Regions from separate parts of the Callithrix jacchus genome. Here region 1 is linked to region 2. The links are chromatin contacts, called in public Hi-C maps. All regions are on one chromosome and are shown on one strand. Each heading gives the region's core, a stretch centred on a gene start, on an enhancer-like site or on the middle of the called end of the contact. The rest is flanking DNA. Distances are from core to core; before and after follow the strand shown. Region 1 holds the start of CCL17 (C-C motif chemokine ligand 17). Region 2 has its middle 2.6 kb from the start of TRNAL-CAG.

Region 1 (5,163 bases), core at 127-2,626, 110 kb before region 2:
CACTTGTCCCCATGCTTGGCCCAGAGAAGCAGGGGTGGGACCAGGGGCACTTACACAATGGCTTTCCGGTTACAGTCCTGGGAGGTCCTATACCAAGTAGACAGCTTTCTAAGGGGAATGGCTCCCCTGAAGTACTCCAGGCAGCACTCTCGGCCAACATTGGTCCCTCGAGCTGCAGGGAGAGGAAGCAGGGTGGGGTGTCTGTGAGTGTCTGCCTGTGTTTTGTGGGAGCCCTGGGTGTGTCTGTGGAAGGTTGGCATGTGCGTGTCCACGTGTGCATCTGTGTGGTGACTGCATGTGTCACTGCCTATGTATATGTGTGTGTGTGAATGTACACCAGTATGTGTGAGGCCTCTGTGTATGCTGTGGGGATCCTGTGTGTTTGTGGGTATGTATGTCTGAGTGTGTCTGTGGGGGATCCTGTGTGTCCTGTGAGTGCCCACGTGTGTGTGTGTCTGTGTGTAGTCCTGTGTGTCTATGCCTGGCAACCTTATTTCATCTTTCCTTTCCTAACCTAATATAAGAATCTGTTTTTTAGGCCAGGCGCAGTGGCTCATGCCTGTAATCCCAGGACTTTGGGAGGCCCAGTCTGGTGGGTTGCTTGAGGTCAGGAGTTCGAGACCAGCCTGACCAATATGTTAAAACCCCATCTCTACAAAAAACACAAAATTAGCCCCGCATGGTGGCAGGTACCTACAATCCCAGCTGCTCAGAAGGCCGAGGTAGGAGAATCGCTTGTACCTGGGAGGCAGAGGTTGCAGTGAACCAAGATCACGCCATTGCACTCTAGCCTGGGTGACAGAGTGAGAGACTCCATCTCAAAAAAAAGAAACTCTTTTTTACATGCTCTTGGAAGCTTTATGCTGATTCTCTCATTGTGCATAAAACCTGTTAATAAAATAGATGCTAATAAATAATTTTGAGAATCTTTCTTTTTCCATTGCACAACTACAGCTGTTGAATCCCAACCTCACAGCCATTGCAGCTCGAGATGTGCTCATGTTGGTCCTTACCAAGCCCACCTGCAAGAGCTGGGACATCATCAACACCATCGACATTTTTCTCTGCTCGTTTCCCTCAAAATCCTAGTGCTGTGGGCTTCTCAGGTCTTTTTGTGGGGTGGGAGTAGGTGGGGTGTCAACAATACACAAATGTGTGTGTGTGTGTTGCTTTGGTGGTTTTCATGCCCCCAATTCCTGTCCTCCCAGTGCCTGCCCCTGGCCACCTTTCCCTGCTCTCACCTGCATGGATGTGCTGCAGAGAAGCCCCCAGGAGGAGGGTGACCAGGGCCAGCATCTTCAGTGGGACCATGGTGCCAGAAGTCCAGGAGGGAGTCTGTGCATGTAGGTCCCTCTGCTCAGGGAGACACCCTTGCTGAGAGTTGAGGGTGGCAGTGACTAATTTAACCTCCCTGGGGGTCTTGCCCCGCCTTCTGTCACCTCCCCACATCCTTCACTAGACCAGTGGAGATTGAAGAATTTGAGATGATTCAGGAGAAGTCCAGCTCTTGGAATGTTTGTGGATTTCCAGAGAATGGGCACTCAACTGGAGACAGAGGTGGGGTACATGTGTCTGGAGCCCATGCAGTGACACACTTCTCCTTTCAGAGGGGACATTTCTTGGTTCCTCTATTAGAATTGAAAAGCCTCCATCCACAACTGAGTTCATCTCTCTGTGGCTAGAAAGCATCCTTCATGCATGGCGGCCTGAGTCGGGGGAGATGAGGTGTTGGGAGTCAACCAGCAGAAATCAAGCAGGGCTCTTCTCCTGGACTGTGGGCAAGATTCAGGGCACTGGGGGCCACACTGGCTGTGGGCCATGGGCACAGGGGCATCACTCTGCAGGGAGGTCCATTCTTTATCTGCCTCTGAGAGAGACTGAGGCCCAGCCAGGGCACAGAGCAGCTTTGGTTGCCTGTCCCACCCCAGGCTAGGCCCTGACCGAAGGAGGCCAGAGCCCAGTGGTACTTCGATCACCATTCAATCCAAATAGCTCGGGAAACCACGTTCCCCTAAATGGGTTGCCTTACACTAAGATGCAGAACAGAGCTGGGTACGGTGGCTCACGCCTGGAATCCCAGCACTCTGGGAGGCCTAGGCAGGTGGATCTCCTGAAGTCAGGAGTTCGAGACCAGCCTGGCCAACATGGTGAAACCCCGTCTCCACTAAAATACAAAAAATAGCAGGGCGTGGTGGTGGGCACCTGTAGTCCCAGCTACTTGGGAGGCTGAGGCAGGAGGATTGCTTGAACCCAGGAGGCGGAGTTTGCGGTGGGCTGAGATCGCACCATTGCACTCCAGCCTGGTGGACAAGAGCGAGACTGAGTCTTAAAAAAAAAAAAAAAGATGCAGAACAGAACAAAGGGGTCTGTAGGAGATGCCGCTTCTCGCTTCTAGCAGAGCTGTGTCCCGGAGTCCGTACTGGATGCCTGGTCAGGATCCATCCTGAGCCAGGCCCTGAGCTGACTTTCCTGGCACCCCAGCCCATTGCAGGGCAATGACAGAACGCAAGTCCACTTTCCAGTAGGGGCAGAGCTGAAAAAAGAACTACAGGCATAAGGCGGCAGATCAAGTTGGTGAACTGGCTTATCTGTGACTCTAGGGTCTCAGCCCCAGGCCACAGCATCACTGCACACGGGTCAGGCACCTGGCCACCCGAGGAAATTGCCAGTCACCCTGTGAGGGCTCCCGGGAGCCAGAGCATGGGCGTCCCTTCAGTAGAATGAGGGTCCCATGCCCTCCAGGTGGGCAGCACCAGGGCAGGGCGGCTCAAGGCAGGGCAGCACCTGGACTCTGATTGTTACATGGGGGACCTAGGCCTGGCTTTGCCCTGTCCCTGCATGACCAGGGCCAGCTCAAAATGACAGCAGTGCCCCCTCGGCAACATAGCGCAGGTGCCTTCCGCCCTCTCACAGTCCTGCGAGATCACAGTCCCTGTGTTGATCGCTGAATCATTACTACGTTTTCATGAGCAGTCCTGGTAACAGCAACAGCCGCTCTGTGTCGTGAGATTTTTGTTTCTTGTTTTTACGTTCTGGGGATACCTGTGGAAACCCCACTTTCCCGGAGCATCGCTCAGAGCTAACCTCATCAGTCTTCAGGTGGGGAGGGGGGGTTCCGATGAAAGGAAACCAGACAAGGACCCTTGACCTCGGGAGGAGCCCCAGGTGCTCCTCTCCCCACCCCTCACAAGGGCAACCTGGGAGGCTGGGGCTGCGTCCATGCCTAGGAGCAGGTCTTCCCTTGCCCATGAGGAATCTTTCTGTGGGCAGGATCCTCTGTGTGATCTCAGGCAGCTCACAGACCCTCTCTGGACCTCAGCCTCCTCAGGACGGTTGATCTCGGGAAAATGGGGTCTGCCTTGGTGGGCCTTGAACCAGCATTTCTCTGCTTCTCTGGGGGTCACATCAGCTGCCAGAGACCCTGACCCTGCCCCCTCCTCAAGCCACAGCCCAGATGGGTTCTTTGCCCCCAGCCACCTGTCCTGTGCCCAAGGCTGGCTTCCATTTGCAGAGGAGGGGGAGGGGAGTCTGCTCTTCCTGCCTGGGCCCCTCCTGGGTGCCAACATCCCAGAAAAAGGGAGGGGCAACCTCAGGGTGGCTCCCTGCAGAGTCCCCCTGCAAAGGAGGCTGGCTGGGCAGGGGAAGGGTGCAGGCACAGATGGCCCTGACCTGGAGACAGAGCCTGGGCCCAGAGGTGCAGGGCCAGGCCTGGGGTCCGGGAGGAGGCAGGAGGGAGCGCCTCTGCGACCACTCCTCTTGCCCATCCTGCCCTCATGCACTCAGCCTGGTGGCTTCTGCCCACCCTCTTGTGGGGGCTCCACCTGCCTGCAAAGGACAGCTGTGATTCAGTGGGCAGCCTGCTAATGATGAAGCGGCTGCCGTCCCTGCCACTGGGGAAACTCCCCGGGTGAGTTCTGAGTCCTCCTTGCTTTCTCGCAGACTCAGAGCTTTCTCCAGAAGGACCCAAATTCCCCTGTTTGTTCTGGGGAACAGATCATGAAAGCAGCAGCAGAAGGTTCTGGACTAGGAAGGTTCTGGTTCAGCTCAAGGATGGTGCAGGCTGCCTGGCTGGCAGGGGCAGCCGAACCTCTAGGGGCTATGCCTGGCACTGCAGGGTGGGCAGAGGCCAGAGCCTGCTATTTCGGGGGTTCACAGTGGGTAGGGGTGGGGGAACAGGGCCTGACTCCTCATAGTGACATGCAGGTGAGATTAAAGGGCCTTGGGGCACAGCGTGGGGAGAGGTTGCTTCTGGCCAGAATTCACTCAGTTCACTTCCTGCAGGAGGTGGCTGTGGGGCTAGGTCTTGTAAATAAGATTCATACTAAGATTGGAAGAAAGGGCATGTCACAGGGGGCACTGTTTAGGCAAAGGCGCAGAGAGGGGAATGTGTAGAGGCAAATTAGGACAATAGCATGAAACCCCAGCATGGGGCACAGCCTTAATGCCAGGCTGAGAACAAGTCACATGAGGACAGCCTGTGTCTGCCTTGCCCCGTGCCGTGGGCATCCCTAGTGCCAAGCACAGTGCCTGGCATGCAGTGGACTTTCAGTGTCACCTGACCGAGTCCACGCAGGACTGGAAGAGCAGGCGAGACGGGCGTGAAGGGCCCAGTGTGCCTCAGCCTTCTTTGGGAAGCAGCAGCAGGGACCAGGGACATTTTTGAGGTGGTTTCCTCACCAGGAATTAACTGGGCTTATTCCTCGTCAGTTCTCCCGGGCAGTGAGATGGATGCCAAGGGACCTTCCAGACACAATGTGCTGAATTCTGGGCCTGCAAGAAGTATTGACAGATCTTTATGATGGTGTGAGGACTCTAGGACCTGGAGGTCTATCAGGGCAATCAGGAATACTCCCTGGAGGAGGTGGCAGTAAGGCAGAGTTTTGTGGAGGGGCAGCAGGGGAGAGGGTGCTGTGGCCAGAGGAAGGGAAAGGGCCACAGCAGGGAGGCAGGCCAGACACCATTAGGCCTGTTAGGAGAGTGTGAAAGGGGGACTGGATCTGAGTGGGAGGAGCAGCCGAGGTAACTCCCTGTCTCAACACCTCTGATAAAGCGGGCCAGGCACACCGCCCAGGCACCTGCCGCCCTTGCCCCAGCACTTGCTGCAATACTCCCACTCCACTTTGGCCAGAGGGCACCGGGCCAGGCTGACTCAGGGTCCTCCTC
Region 2 (4,795 bases), core at 175-2,674:
TCTTTGGTTTATTCTAGTTGTCACTGAAATGCTCACTGTCCACGTGATTCACTCACAACCAAGAAATTGGGCCGCCTGACTCCCTCCGTGCCAAGGGTGATCTTGGGGTCTTTGGCTCCAGTTCCAGAGAGACCGAACATCCCCCAACCCGTCCTGTTAGACATCTCCATCTGCCTCATCCACTTCACCTCCAGATTCCCCCATTCCCCTGGGGCTGGCCTCGCTTCTCCCCTCAGAGTCAAGATGTCCAAACCAGGGCCTTGGCAGGCATTCGTTCCTGGCACCCCATGGCTTCTGCTCTCCACCCTCAGCCAAGAAAACCAGAGCCTGAACCACACAATCTTGGCCGTACTACTTGGCCTGCCTTCCTGGGAAAATCCTACCCTTTCTTTTAAGTCTCCTTCAGTAATGAAAACAGGACTAACAATGGCATCTCAAAGTCCATCCTGCCTCGTGAATTGGCCAGCCCTCGTGGCCTTTTTCTAAGGAGACAATGTGAAGAAATTGCTGGGCATGATGCTAGGTACACTGTAGTTTTCAAGAAGGGATTTTGTTTTGTTTTGTTTTTGAGACAGGGTCTCACTCTGTTGCCCAGGCTGGAGTGAGGTGGCGTGATCACGGCTCACTACAGCCTCAACCTCCTGGGCTCAAGCAATCCTTCCACCCCAGCCTCCCAAAGTGTTAGGATTACAGGTGTGAGCCACCACACCTGGCCTCAAGGAGGAGTTTTGAGCCAGATGAATCAAATTCTACTTACCAACTGTATGACTCTGGGTAATTCCCATGGTCTCTCTGAGTCTCACTTTCCTATAAAATGGGGTGATGATGACCTGTGTTGTGGTGCTGTGATGAACATTAATGAGATCATGGATGGAAAGGAAGCATTCACTAGCACTCAGCTCTTGCCACAATTTCTCCAGGCAGGCCTGGTGATGTGTGCCGAAGTCCCAGGAATGATAGGAATTCCCCCTTTTTTGGCTGGACAAACACGGGGTCCTCATTTGGCCATCTGACTTCATCGGTCCTAAGTAGGGCAAGCCACAGGAAGAGCCACATCAGGACTTCCCCAGCTGCATGCAGTCTTTTCAAGCTGCACTCAGGGGACTTTATCCACCCAAGCTGGACAAATGCCCAGAGTAGGGAATGAGTGAGGCCTGTCCCACACGGCTCTTTGTTGGTGTCTAGGCTGCTGATAAGGAGGAAACAGGACATAAACAGAAATGATGGCCTTCTCCCTTCCCAATTTTGGTCTCAGCTACCTGAGGCTGCTAGGCTTCCTCCAGGCCTGGAGGCTGCCATATGAAAAGTGTCGAGGGGGGACAGCTGATCATCCCCCCAAATCCAGGAGACAGGGCTGTGTGGGAACCTAGTGCTGAGCCCCAGCAAGGGAGCTTGTTCTCCCAGGCAGGCCAGGAGGGCAGCAGGCAGAGCAGGGCTGGACACGGCTCCAGCTCTGGCTTTACCTCTGTTTTCTCCTCTCTAAAATGATGTACACTCAGAAAGGCTACCCGGATCAAGCCACTCGGCCCACCTAAGCCTCACCTCCCTGGCCTGTAAAATGGGGTGAAAGTGGGAAGCTAGCAGCCCCTGCTTCAAAGCTCTTGCCTCCAAGGGAAACTGAGCTTCTAGAAATCTGGCTCCTCGATGGCCTTGGTGACTTCCTATTGCATCCCTATACCCTCTCCTTCCGCCCGGACGTCCCACACACATACCAGCCAGCAGCAGGGATTGTCTGTTTTACCTCAAAACACATCCTGAATCTTGAATTCTACCACCTTTTGCAATCTCCACTTCCCTGGTCCAGCTACCATCATCTCTTATCCTTCCTGCCATGGCCTCCTCCCTGGACTTCCAATTCTTCCCTTGGCCTCCCATCCATCCTCCACACAGCAGCCAAAGGGACAGTTTTGGAAGGGCCCTCAGGACCATGCCAATCCCCTGCTTAAAACACTCCAGGTTGGGCACAGTGACTAACACCTATAATCCTAGCACTTTGGGAGGACAAGGCCAGAGGATCACTTGGGCTTGGGAGTTCCAGACCAGCCTGGGCAACATGTCAAGATCCTGTCTCTACAAAAAGTAGCCAAATGTGGTGGTGCACACCTGTAGTCCCAGCTACTCGGGAGGCTAAGGCAGGGATTGCTTGAGCCCAGGAGGTTAAGGCTGCAGTGAGTCAAGACTGTGCCACTGGACTCCAACGTGGACGACAGGGCGGGACCTTGTCTCAAAACAGCAGCAACAATAAACAAAAACACACCAGTTACTCCATCACAGAAGAAAATCCAAACTCCTTTCACTGGCACTCCAGCCCTGTGTGATATGGCCTGAGCCTTCCCATCACCTTACTGCTGCCGCGCTGGCCTTGCTGTCCTTCCAACAGATAAGATTCCTGTCTTTGCACTGGCTACATCTTTCATCTGCAATGCTGTCACCTGCAGCTTTGATTTTGTCATTCTCCTTTTGAACTCAGTGTCAGTTCCTCACAGAGGCCCTCCCTAACCACCCTGCCCAAGAGAGCCCCAGTCACTCTTGATCACTGTTAAAGGGATATTTTTTTTTTTTTTTGAGACAGTCTCGCTCTGTCCCCCAGCCTGAAGTGCAGTAGTATGATCTCAGCTCACTGCAACTTCTGCCTTCCAGGTTCAAGCAATTCCCCTTTCTCAGCCTCCTGAGTAGCTGGGACTACAGGCATATGCCATCATGCCTGGCTAATTTTTGTATTTATAGTAGACATGGGGTTTCACCATGCTGGCCAGGCTGGTCTCAAACTTCTGACCTTGTGATATGCCCACCTCAGCCTCCCAAAGTGCTGGGATCATAGGCATGAGCCACCTTGCCAGGCCAAAAGGATAATTTTTAAGATAAAATCATAATTCTCATATAAAATGAACACATGTCAAAGGTTTTATTTTAGTCATTAATTAATAGAGGGACCTGTACAATGTTATAACCAATTCAAAAGAGAATTCAAAGACACACATATATTGGCAATCAGGAGTGCTGAAATGAATTTATAAGTAAATTGCAAAATTGGTCAATATCCACAGGGCAATGATCAATTGCATTCCACCCTATCAAAATTCACCTGTATTTCTGTGGACAAGAATTATTTGGACATAAGAATAATGAAAGGTGCAAGCCCTTAAAGGATTAGATAGCTGGATGGGTGATCCCGGCGGAACATCCAGTTATCTTTATTGCCTGTTTCAAAGTCTCTCGAGTTTCCTGATGCGTTCTCTACCCAGCACTTACCAACACCTGAATGTGTTTGTTCATTTGGTTCTTATCCTTCTTACTTCGATGCATGTATGAATGTATCTTGAGAGTAAAATTCTGTTTTGTTCACAGCATACAGAAGAATGGCACATAGCAAGTGCTTAATAAATGTTTGTTGACTTTCTTTCCAGCTTCCAGGGCAATTTGTATTTTAGAAGAGGACACAAGGCTAGGCATGGTGGTTCACACCTGTAATCCCAGCACTTTGGGAGACTGAGGTGGGCAGATCACAATGTCAAGAGATCGAGACCAACCTAGGCAACATGGTGAAACCCCGTCACTACTAAAAATACAAAAATTAGCTGGGCCTGGTAGTGTGTGCCTGTAATTCCAGCTACTCAGGAGGCTGAAGCAGGAGAATTGCTTGAGCCCAGGAGGCAGAGGTTGCAGTGAGCGGAGATCACACCACTGCAGGTGACAGAGCGAGATTCTGTCTCAAAAAAAAAAGTGGGGGGGTTTAAGTGCTAAACCTAAAGGAAAGAATTCTGTCAGTCAATGAGAAGAGGACATCTGGGACAGGGAAAGAAGAGGGTTTCATCATCTTTCAAATAACCAGGACCTCTGCCCACCCCAAGGGGCTCCATCCCAAGCTCCAAGCATTTAAAGGGAATCTGACCCAAGGGTGGTAAGGGCTGCTGTTCTCCTGCTGAGGCCACTCCGTGATACCATCTCAGACAAGTCCAACGACACTAAGGGGTTAATGTGACCCCACTGTTCACACCTTCTGGGCCTGATCCCTGGACTCCAGAGTGGGTTCACAGATGTCGGAGAGTCTCGGACCCTCTCTTTCAGTGCCTGTGTACAGAGAGGGGCAGCAGCTTTCATTGTAGAATCATGAGTTATTAAGGAGGGAATTCAATAATTAATGTGTAATTGTTACACACCAGGTCAGTGGCCCAGGCCCCTAAGATCCTAGAAATCCCTTGGAGAAGGGCACCCTCTCAGTACCGAGGTCTTCTGGTCCCTGGAAACAGCCTGCGGGCAGCGTGCCTAAGCCTAGAGGGGGCGAAAGGGAAGAGAGGAAGATGCCGCGGGGGCCAGGAAAAGAGAGATGAGTCACGAAACGAGGGGATGCAGGAAGGAGGAAGCCAGAGAAGAACTGAATCCTCGGGATCTTCCCTGCGCACCTACTGTGTGCCGGGCACGGTTCGGGCACTGGGACATAGGAATAGTGCGTGCCGCCGCAGGGCTCATTCTACCCCGGAGCCTGGGTAAATGAGTTAAACACACATACAAATGTGAAGCTGCAGTTGGGGCGAGAGGAAGGAGAGCGCGGTTAAGAGTGTCAGGCGGCCTTGCAATAACCGGGCTTTACCTAGATTGGGCGCCAGCTCACGGAGATGTCTACAGATCAGTGCAGGTATGCGGACTTGATTGCATCGTGCACAAGGGAAATGTAAGGTTGCTTGCAGATTTCAGGAATCAAAGCTGACATGAATAGTACATATATGCATGCAGAATGAATACATGCTGGAGGCTCAAATGCACGTGTGTTAAAGTGACAGACCGCGGTCTCGGC

Evidence for each region. A called contact is a pair of places that touch in the nucleus more often than the background predicts.
Region 1: a Hi-C map of skeletal muscle shows a contact between it and region 2, with 18 times the contacts expected there. The contact joins the promoter of CCL17 here to the enhancer-like site in region 2. A contact is called at or near these places in 3 of 3 Hi-C or Micro-C datasets (induced pluripotent stem cells and skeletal muscle).

What each region holds. Positions count from the first base shown.
Region 1 is chr20:15,287,398-15,292,560 of calJac240_pri, reverse strand. It overlaps CCL17 (C-C motif chemokine ligand 17), which reads right to left and starts at 1,376. Exons shown (of 3, transcript XM_008985929.5): 1 at 1,242-1,376; 2 at 55-172. The coding sequence starts at 1,311.
Region 2 is chr20:15,182,045-15,186,839 of calJac240_pri, reverse strand. No RefSeq gene overlaps it. Among named protein-coding and RNA genes, the nearest start is that of TRNAL-CAG, 2.6 kb to the right of the region's middle. Within about 2 kb of position 1,424, at least 2 of the 16 cell types and tissues checked have an H3K27ac peak or open chromatin away from gene starts, as enhancers often do.